Regions from separate parts of the Mus musculus genome. Here region 2 is linked to region 1. The links are chromatin contacts, called in public Hi-C maps. All regions are on one chromosome and are shown on one strand. Each heading gives the region's core, a stretch centred on a gene start, on an enhancer-like site or on the middle of the called end of the contact. The rest is flanking DNA. Distances are from core to core; before and after follow the strand shown.

What was found. Hi-C and Micro-C count contacts between places; a contact is called where the count stands out from the background.
Region 2: a Hi-C map of uterus shows a contact between it and region 1, with 3 times the contacts expected there. The contact joins two enhancer-like sites. A contact is called at or near these places in 1 of 15 datasets of contacts at CTCF or cohesin (CD8 T cells), 57 of 484 Hi-C or Micro-C datasets (3T3-L1-derived adipocytes, B cells, the C2C12 cell line and 36 more) and 8 of 115 datasets of contacts at active chromatin or transcription factors (CD8 T cells, astrocytes, bone marrow-derived dendritic cells and 5 more).

The regions. Positions count from the first base shown.
Region 1 is chr5:103,354,826-103,358,853 of GRCm38.p6, reverse strand. No RefSeq gene overlaps it. Among named protein-coding and RNA genes, the nearest start is that of Gm30443, 3.1 kb to the left of the region's middle. Within about 2 kb of position 2,758, at least 55 of the 459 cell types and tissues checked have an H3K27ac peak or open chromatin away from gene starts, as enhancers often do. A contact at or near this core is called in uterus, where this site is marked.
Region 2 is chr5:103,451,324-103,455,175 of GRCm38.p6, reverse strand. The region is part of intron 1 of Ptpn13 (protein tyrosine phosphatase, non-receptor type 13); the gene reads right to left. Among named protein-coding and RNA genes, the nearest start is that of Ptpn13, 28 kb to the right of the region's middle. Within about 2 kb of position 1,790, at least 2 of the 459 cell types and tissues checked have an H3K27ac peak or open chromatin away from gene starts, as enhancers often do. A contact at or near this core is called in uterus, where this site is marked.

The DNA of each region.
Region 1 (4,028 bases), core at 1,509-4,008:
CCTAGGAATGCCACAGTTTGTCTTTAAATTAAGACTTCAAGAGAGTCAGATGTTAGTTTATAACATCGATGAACAAGCACAAGGAAAATAGGCGTTATACACATTTCTACATTCTAGGGTCACGTTATACACATCTCTACATTCTAGGGTCATTTAAAAAATTTATCTTGTTTGTGTGTGTTGTTTGTGTAGGTGTGTGAAGATGTCTGAGGGGGGCAGAAGAAGAGAGAGACAGGGCCTGTGAAGCTGCAGTTACTGGCTGCTGGGAGTCTGTGCGTGACCCAAAGTGGGTGCTGCAAACGTTACTCAGGTCTGCTGCAAGAACCAGATGGCTCTTAACAGAGCCGCTCCTCTTCCTTCCTTCCTTCCTTCCTTCCTTCCTTCCTTCCTTCCTTTCTTTCTTTCTTTCTTTCTTTCTTTCTTTCTTTCTTTCTTTCTTTCTTGTTTTTTGTTTTGTTTTTTGAGACAGAGTTTCTCTGTGTAGCCCTGGCTGTCCTGGAATTCACTCTGTAGACCAGGCTGGCCTCAAACTCAGAAATCCACCTGCCTCTGCCTCCCAAGTGCTAGGATTAAAGGCGTGCACCACCACTGCCTGACCTGTCTTCACCTTTTGAAAGAAAGCTTTGCCTTCACATCCTGATGCACAGGGGTTGGGGGGTGTAGCTCACGGCAGAGTGAGTGCCCGTTATCACGTGTCACGCCCTGATTTGATCCCTGGGGTTATTTTCAGATTACATCTTATGGTTTTACTTATTCCTTACATTTGGCTTTTTTTTGAATGAATTTGCTTGTATGTTGAAGGCCCAGGCACCTGTTTGGAGACGAGTCTTCATCCCTAAGTTGTCTGTGGTTCTATGACATCATGCTCCATTCTCTTCCTCACCTGTGACCTTCTGTGTGGTTCAACTTTAAGGTGGAGAACCTGACTCATTTTAGTGACTGCTTCTGGGGACTGGGATATGGGATATAGATTTTTTTTTTAAAGTTTTCCAAGGCCTCAGGCCAAATTCCAGTCTGAGTTCACACACCTGCGGACTTCTTCCATAGTTACTCAATACTTTCTGTGTGTCTTCATGTCAGAGGTCACTTCGGGCCTGTGAGCTTTCCCAGGACACTATGCAGCCGCAGTCAGACGGCCTTTGAATGCAGCTGACAGATAAGATCTCTGTTGATTGATTAGGCCAAGGATTATAGAATCAATGCAGTAATGGCTGGAACACTAAAAGGACTTAAAAATAAAAACCTAATCAAATGTACAAAGGGACAGAATTTAAGCGGGAGCAATGTATCACCCAGCAATGGGTTTGGAGAGATGAGGTGTTACCGGGAAAATGCCAACAAACAGGGACTCCCTACCATTAACTGGCTACTATAGTACGGTGGTAGTGGTGGTGGTGGTGGGGCTGTACTGGAGAACTGAGCAGAAAGGAAATCACCAGGGGATTAGTGAGGCCTTTGGAGGAACGGATAGTCAGCTGGGCAACACTTGCAACAGGGTATGGGACGAAGTACAAGTGGAATGCAAAGAAGTTTCTATGAGGTTGTGAACCTACATTGCCGAGTCTCCAGAAACCTGGACAGAAGTCAGGCTTGCTTAGGAGTGGGAGCAGATAGGGAAGTGCACATTAGAAACTTTTGAATTCACCAGTGGAAATAGATGATGAGGCCTCACTCACAAAGGTAAATGAACAAAACTCGTGCGTGCCTGTGTGTGTGTGTGAAAGAAAGGAGAGAGATAGATGGATATATATATACACATATGTGTGTGTGTGTGTATATATATATGATAGGTGGATGGATGGATGGATGGGTAGGTAGAGAGATAGGTAGATGGATAGATAGATGATAGATGGATTGGATAGGCTGCCACAAAGTAGGGTGAGTGGAATTCCCCATCCATGAGGATACGTGGGACTTTAGCAGACGTGTTCTCATATAGAGCTCAAAAGATGCACAAGAATTATTTTTAAAAGTTCCTTTCTGCTCTTCTTATAATGGGATTTTTATTATATGTGGGAAAGAGTGAAGTAGGAAGATGTGGTTTGAACATGCTTGGCCTACAGGGCGTGGTTCTATTAGGGGGTGTGGCCTCGTTGGAGGAAGTGTGTCACTGTGAGGCGGGGCTTCGGAGGTCTCCTATGCTCTGGCTCCTGCATATGTAAGAGAGCTCTCTCCTTGTTGCCGGAGGATGCCAGCCTCTCTGGGTTGCTTTTGAATCAAGATGCAGAACTCTCAGCTACTTCTCTAGCACCATGTCTGCCTGGATGCTGCCATGCTCCCTACCACGATGATAATGGACTAAACCTTTGAACCTGTAAGCCAGTCCCAATTAAATGTTTGCCTAATTTATAAGAGTTGACTTGATCATGATGTCTCCTCACAGCAGTGGAAATATTAAACAGGAGACTTGCCTAAAATCAGTGTAAAGTAGGGCATGTGGTAAGAAGTCCTTAAAGGAAGAAAACAAACGGACAAACAAATCAACAAACCGACAACCCCTCCCCCCCTCCCCCCAGGCTCCAGGTTACTTCTGCCTGCCGTCAACAACTGAACTTTGACCATCTGAGGACAAAATATGAATGGAAGGGTTTAAGTCGGGAAGGAGAAGAATGAAGTAAAGAAAGAAAACTACAGCTTTCAAAAGTCTCCATGAAACAAAAGTTTTTTTGTTTTTGTTTTTGTTTTTAATCCAAACTAAGCAAAACCCGTTCCCGTGTTTAGAGCGCCATCTCCTGGTCATGAGGTCGAATGGCCCTGAAGGGAAAGAACAGAGGACCTGGGCTGGATATTCATCTGCAGTCACAAAGTTTTCCTCTCTAGCTGCTGTGACAGATTACTGATAGAAGAATCTCAAGGGAGGACAGACTTAGTTCTGGATCCAAGGAGTATAATTTCATGGCCGGGGAGGCATGGCCGCTGGGATGATTCTGTTGCTATGGGAGCTTGCTTCTCACAGCCAGCCAATACACCCACAGCCTCCTCCACAGGACTCTTAGCTGGGGACCGAGAATTCAAATGCAAAAGTCGATCTATGGACGATGCTTCACACTCAGATAACGAGAGACCGTCAATCAGTTTGTGCGCCCATAGCCCCCTTCACCACCCAACTACCTTTCTAGAGATTCCTTCCCTCATGTCCTCGTGACAATTCTCCACGCTCCAAAGGCAGCGCCTCAATTTAGAATTCCAGCTCAGAATTCCTTGGAACTGAACGTTTCTCCTGGAATTTGTTAACTCTAGCTTTTGTTTGCTCACGAGTGCCAGCCTTTGTGTGTGTGTGTTGCTTAGGATACCCCTGATGCATATCGGGTGCCTCTGCCTTCTCCCACTTCCTGTCGTGTCTCCATCTCTTCCTCCTTCCTTCTCCTTGTTTTGGGGGTTTTATGGTTGATCCAGGGTTGTGCCCATGTCTGGGAAGTGCCAGTGAGCACTCTTTGTCCTGTTTTTTTGGGAAGGAGTGGTATATCGGCTCCTCCAGGACAAGAATCGTGTCTCTGCTCTGTTCATCCCTCACGTGAGAGGGAGAGCTCAGAGTGCCCAGTGGAACAGACGATAGAATAGACATACTTAAAGAAATGAAAAGAATGAATTGAATGAGCAATTGTTGACTACTTAGTAAATAGACTTTTAAGACTGGAAGAATTCCAAAGACTAGTATATTTGGATAGCTCAGTAGGCTTGTGAATTCACCAATAAGTTCATAGGAAGAGCCTCAGGATATTCCATCGTCTCTTCTCTACCTAGTTTAATTCTGTGCCTTGTGATATGATGGGAAGATACCTGTAAGGCATCCGGGACTCTCACATCCTAGGCAAGAACGTGTAGTTAGGATGATGAAACTATCAAGAGAACATTAAAGCTAAATGTTCCAAAGACTGGAACATTTGAACACTTCTTGTTACATTGTTGAGGGGCCATAAAGTATGGAAGACACTTGGTTATGCAGAGAACAAAAAAATGTGATGGGTGGTGTCTAGGAGAGGGCAGTGGTCAGAGCGCGTTTGTTAGTATGAAAGAGCAGCCTAGGA
Region 2 (3,852 bases), core at 541-3,040, 97 kb before region 1:
CCATACAGAGAGGTCCAAATACACTGGTAACCAGCAACTTCAACAACTGGTTCTCGTCACTGCTGAATTCTACCAGACCTGAAAAGAACTACCCTCAACACTTCTCAAACTACCCTGAGAAAAAAGGGCAGGGGGGGTGGGGCGGGGGGAACATGTCTGAATCATTCTCAAGTCTACATTACTTCCATTCCGACCTGTATGAGAATACAATAAGGGAAAAAAAATACGTCAATTTTCTTCATGAATATAGGCATTTAATTCCTCAGCAAAATGTTTGTGAACTAGAGCTAGAGAGACAGCTCAACAGTTAGGAGCACCTGCTCTAAGTCTCCCTGAAAAGGACCCAGGAACATGGAGAACAGCCACAAGGATCAACAAATGGCATTGCATGAACTTCAGCAGCTCCTGAACAGCAAGGGAGACCACAACAGTGAGTGCAGACACCATGGCAAAATGAGAGGAAAGGTTTGCCAACACTGATGAGAAAAGACTGGGGGCTGGAGAGGTGGCTCAGCAGTAGACAATATATGTTGCTCTTGCAAAGGACCCACATGGTAGCTCACAATGACCTGCAATCCCAGTATCAGTGTATTCAACAGGCACACACGTGGTACACATACATGCATGCAGGCAGGCACAATATTCATACACATTTCAAAAAGTAAAATAAGCAAAAAAAAAAAAGTTTAAAAAAAAAAGGTTAGTATCTAGATCCTATTTAAAACAAACAAACAAATGAAAACCTAAACATCAAACACATCAGGAATCAGGCTACCAACAAAAGGGAAAAAAAGAAACAAAAATTTCTCACAGGAAAACCAGCAAGATGGGTATGGGGGCTTGCTGTCAAGGCTGACAATCTGAGTTTGATCCCCAGAACCTCAGAGTAAGGAACCTTGAGGGTTGTCCTCTGACCTTCGTATGCAAGGTGCTGAACCATGTATATGGCTACATACATGTACACGTGCACATACACTAAATAATGTCAACATACTACAAATGAGAGTAATACAATGCAAAACTACACTGAGGTTCCATCTCATCTATCAAGAATGAATGGGAAAGAAAATGTAAGTTTCACAAATATTTTCTACTCATAAAAAAACAAAACTGGGGCTGGACAGATAGCTCAGTGGCTAAGAGCACTGGCTGCTCTTCCAGAGGACCTGGGTTCAATATTTAGTGCCCACAAGGGCTCACAACTCTGAGTCTCTAGTTCCAGAGGGTCTGACACCCTCTTCAGGCTGCTCCAGGCACTGCATGCTCATGGTGCACTGATACTGTGCAGGCCAGACATTCATACACATATAAGAAAAATAATTTCAATTTGTTTAAAAAACAACAGTATGTTGTTTTCAAGAAAAAAGAACTAGAGGCCATCATGTTAAGGAAATAAACCAGACTCTCAAAAAACAAAAACAAAACAAAGAAAGAACAAGGATCTCGTGTTTTATTGTGGAAGCTCAATAATGAAAGTAGAAGAGGCAGCTTGGGCAGAGAAGGTGATGAGGAGGGAACAGATGAATCCCGTCAGCAGCAATTCACACACACGAGGATGCCCTCACAAAACCCGCCGTCCCGTACAATTAAACGCCTGCTTGATAAAAGAATGAGAAAGGAAAGGGAACTGTAAGCAGCCTTCTTCCCAGACAAGACGGCACGACTAGAGACACTCTCTGGGCTGTCTGCGCTTCAGTAGTAACAGTTTCTCGGATTATAAACTGAGCACAAGCCTGTCAGAGTTCGGGGCAGCATGCCATAATCCACCCCAGCAACAATTCTGAAGGAAACGCTGTGCACACCCAGCGGGGCAGATAATTCCTCCCTATCAATCAGCTTAGTCAGGCCTTACTACCAGTAAATAAATAAGTGTTTTAAACGGGGCTCGAGCGAATCACTAGCTGCTCTTACTTCTTCTTCTTCTTTTTTTTAAAAAGATTTATTTTATTTATATGAGTACACTGTAGCTGTCTTCAGACACACCTGAAGAGGGCATCAAGATTCCATTTCAGATGGTTGGGAGCCACCATGTGGTTGCTGGCAATTGAACTCAGGACCTCTGGAAGAACAGTCAGCAATCTTAACCACTGAGCCATCTCTCCAGCCCCCAGATGCTCTTACTTCTAACAATGATCAGGAACACATATTTGGTAAGGCGGCATGCTGCCATGACAGGAAATTCTATTGTATTTAAAGATACAAAACAATGAAGAGGCCAGAACTGAAACCAATGAATGTTTATATAGCAAAGCAGATGATACTCAGTGGTTGTTTTTGAGACAGAAAATACAACTTTTAACTAAGCACCCGATTCCCTACACTGAACACAAGAGTTTTTGATCCCAGAATTGTTACCACCATTACTTTCCCACGAGGGACTTTTTTCTCCCACAACCTTCCAGCCATGCAACCCAGCCTTCTTGCTCGGTGCCCAGAATTCAGTAAGAGAGAAATTAGATGGACACATCCAGTGAGAGTATCAATACAACACAACAGGTTGGTTATATGTGTTCTGGAGAAATAGAAAAGTTTCACAAGAAACGCCCAATTCTTTAAGAGACAAGAAAAGAACCTTTCCCCAGGATCGACTAGCTGTAATTACCCAGGATCGATTAGCTATAAACACTGGGTACTCAGAAAGAACCAGAGCTGAAGCTTACAATGGTGACCGTTATCCTTACTTGGCATTTATTTCCAAGATCACCTCTATTGCCGTGATTTTATCTGGGATCACCTGGGGTATTTGAAGGTTCTAGATTGTGAAAATAAACTTAACCATCAGAATTTGATGAATGAGCATGAAGAAATGTGGCCCAGTAAAGTGAACTTCCCAGTAATCACATCATAGTCTATGCAACACAAGAGACAGAGCCTATGTGAAGGAAGTAGCCCAAGAAACACCTCTGTTCACACCAACAAAGGACTTTATACCTAGATGTATGAAAGGTTGGGTCAAGTATTAACTTGCAGTTTGAGGAACCATGCAAAAGCAAAAGGGTGTCCATACAAGGATCTCTCCATATTATGATTCAAACATTTCACTGAAGACCAAGCTTGAAGGAGGTGAGGCCTGACGCCCATAATTGTTCCATACACACGCCATTCTCCAACAATGTGTCTCCACACATGAATGCATTCGTACATCATATACACACATACACACACATTAAAAAGAAGAAGAAAGAAGTGACTTTTTGGTTAGTCGTAGTTTTGTTAGTTGGCTTATCCAGGATCATGTACAGAATTACTGACATTGGTTTTTAAAAATATATACTGGTGTTACTATTATAAACTCGTAAGATAAACATCACCAAGCTTTAGGTATCTTTACTCATATGTGTGTGTTTGTGGGGTGGGGGGTGGGAAGAGACAAGGAGGGGGAGGGAGGGAGAGAGACAGAGACAGGGAGACAGAGAAAACCAACTACTCAAAAGGCTCATGTGGAATTTTTTCTACTACTGCTATGAACAGGGAAAGGAAGTAGTTATAGTTCCTCTGCCCTGTTATAAGAACTTAATATGTTGGTTGGTTTGTTTCTCTAATGCCAAATTGTAATCAAGGTCTCAATCAAATGCTTTATCTTATAATAGTTGTCTTGGTCATGGCATCTCTTGATAAAACGCCATCAAAGTCCAACTTGATGAACTATGGGAGATTTCTTTGAGAAGGGGACATTATTTACAGGAATATGGGTGAAAGGTTACTCACATTGGTAGAAATTACTCAAAGACAACTGAATCACCACAGCATGGGTGACAACTCACAAAGCTGGGAGCCTAGAACTGTACAGCCTGCAGGCAGCTCAACAAGTTGGAGAGTGAGTGTCCTTTCCAGGTGCCTTAGTTGGTCTAC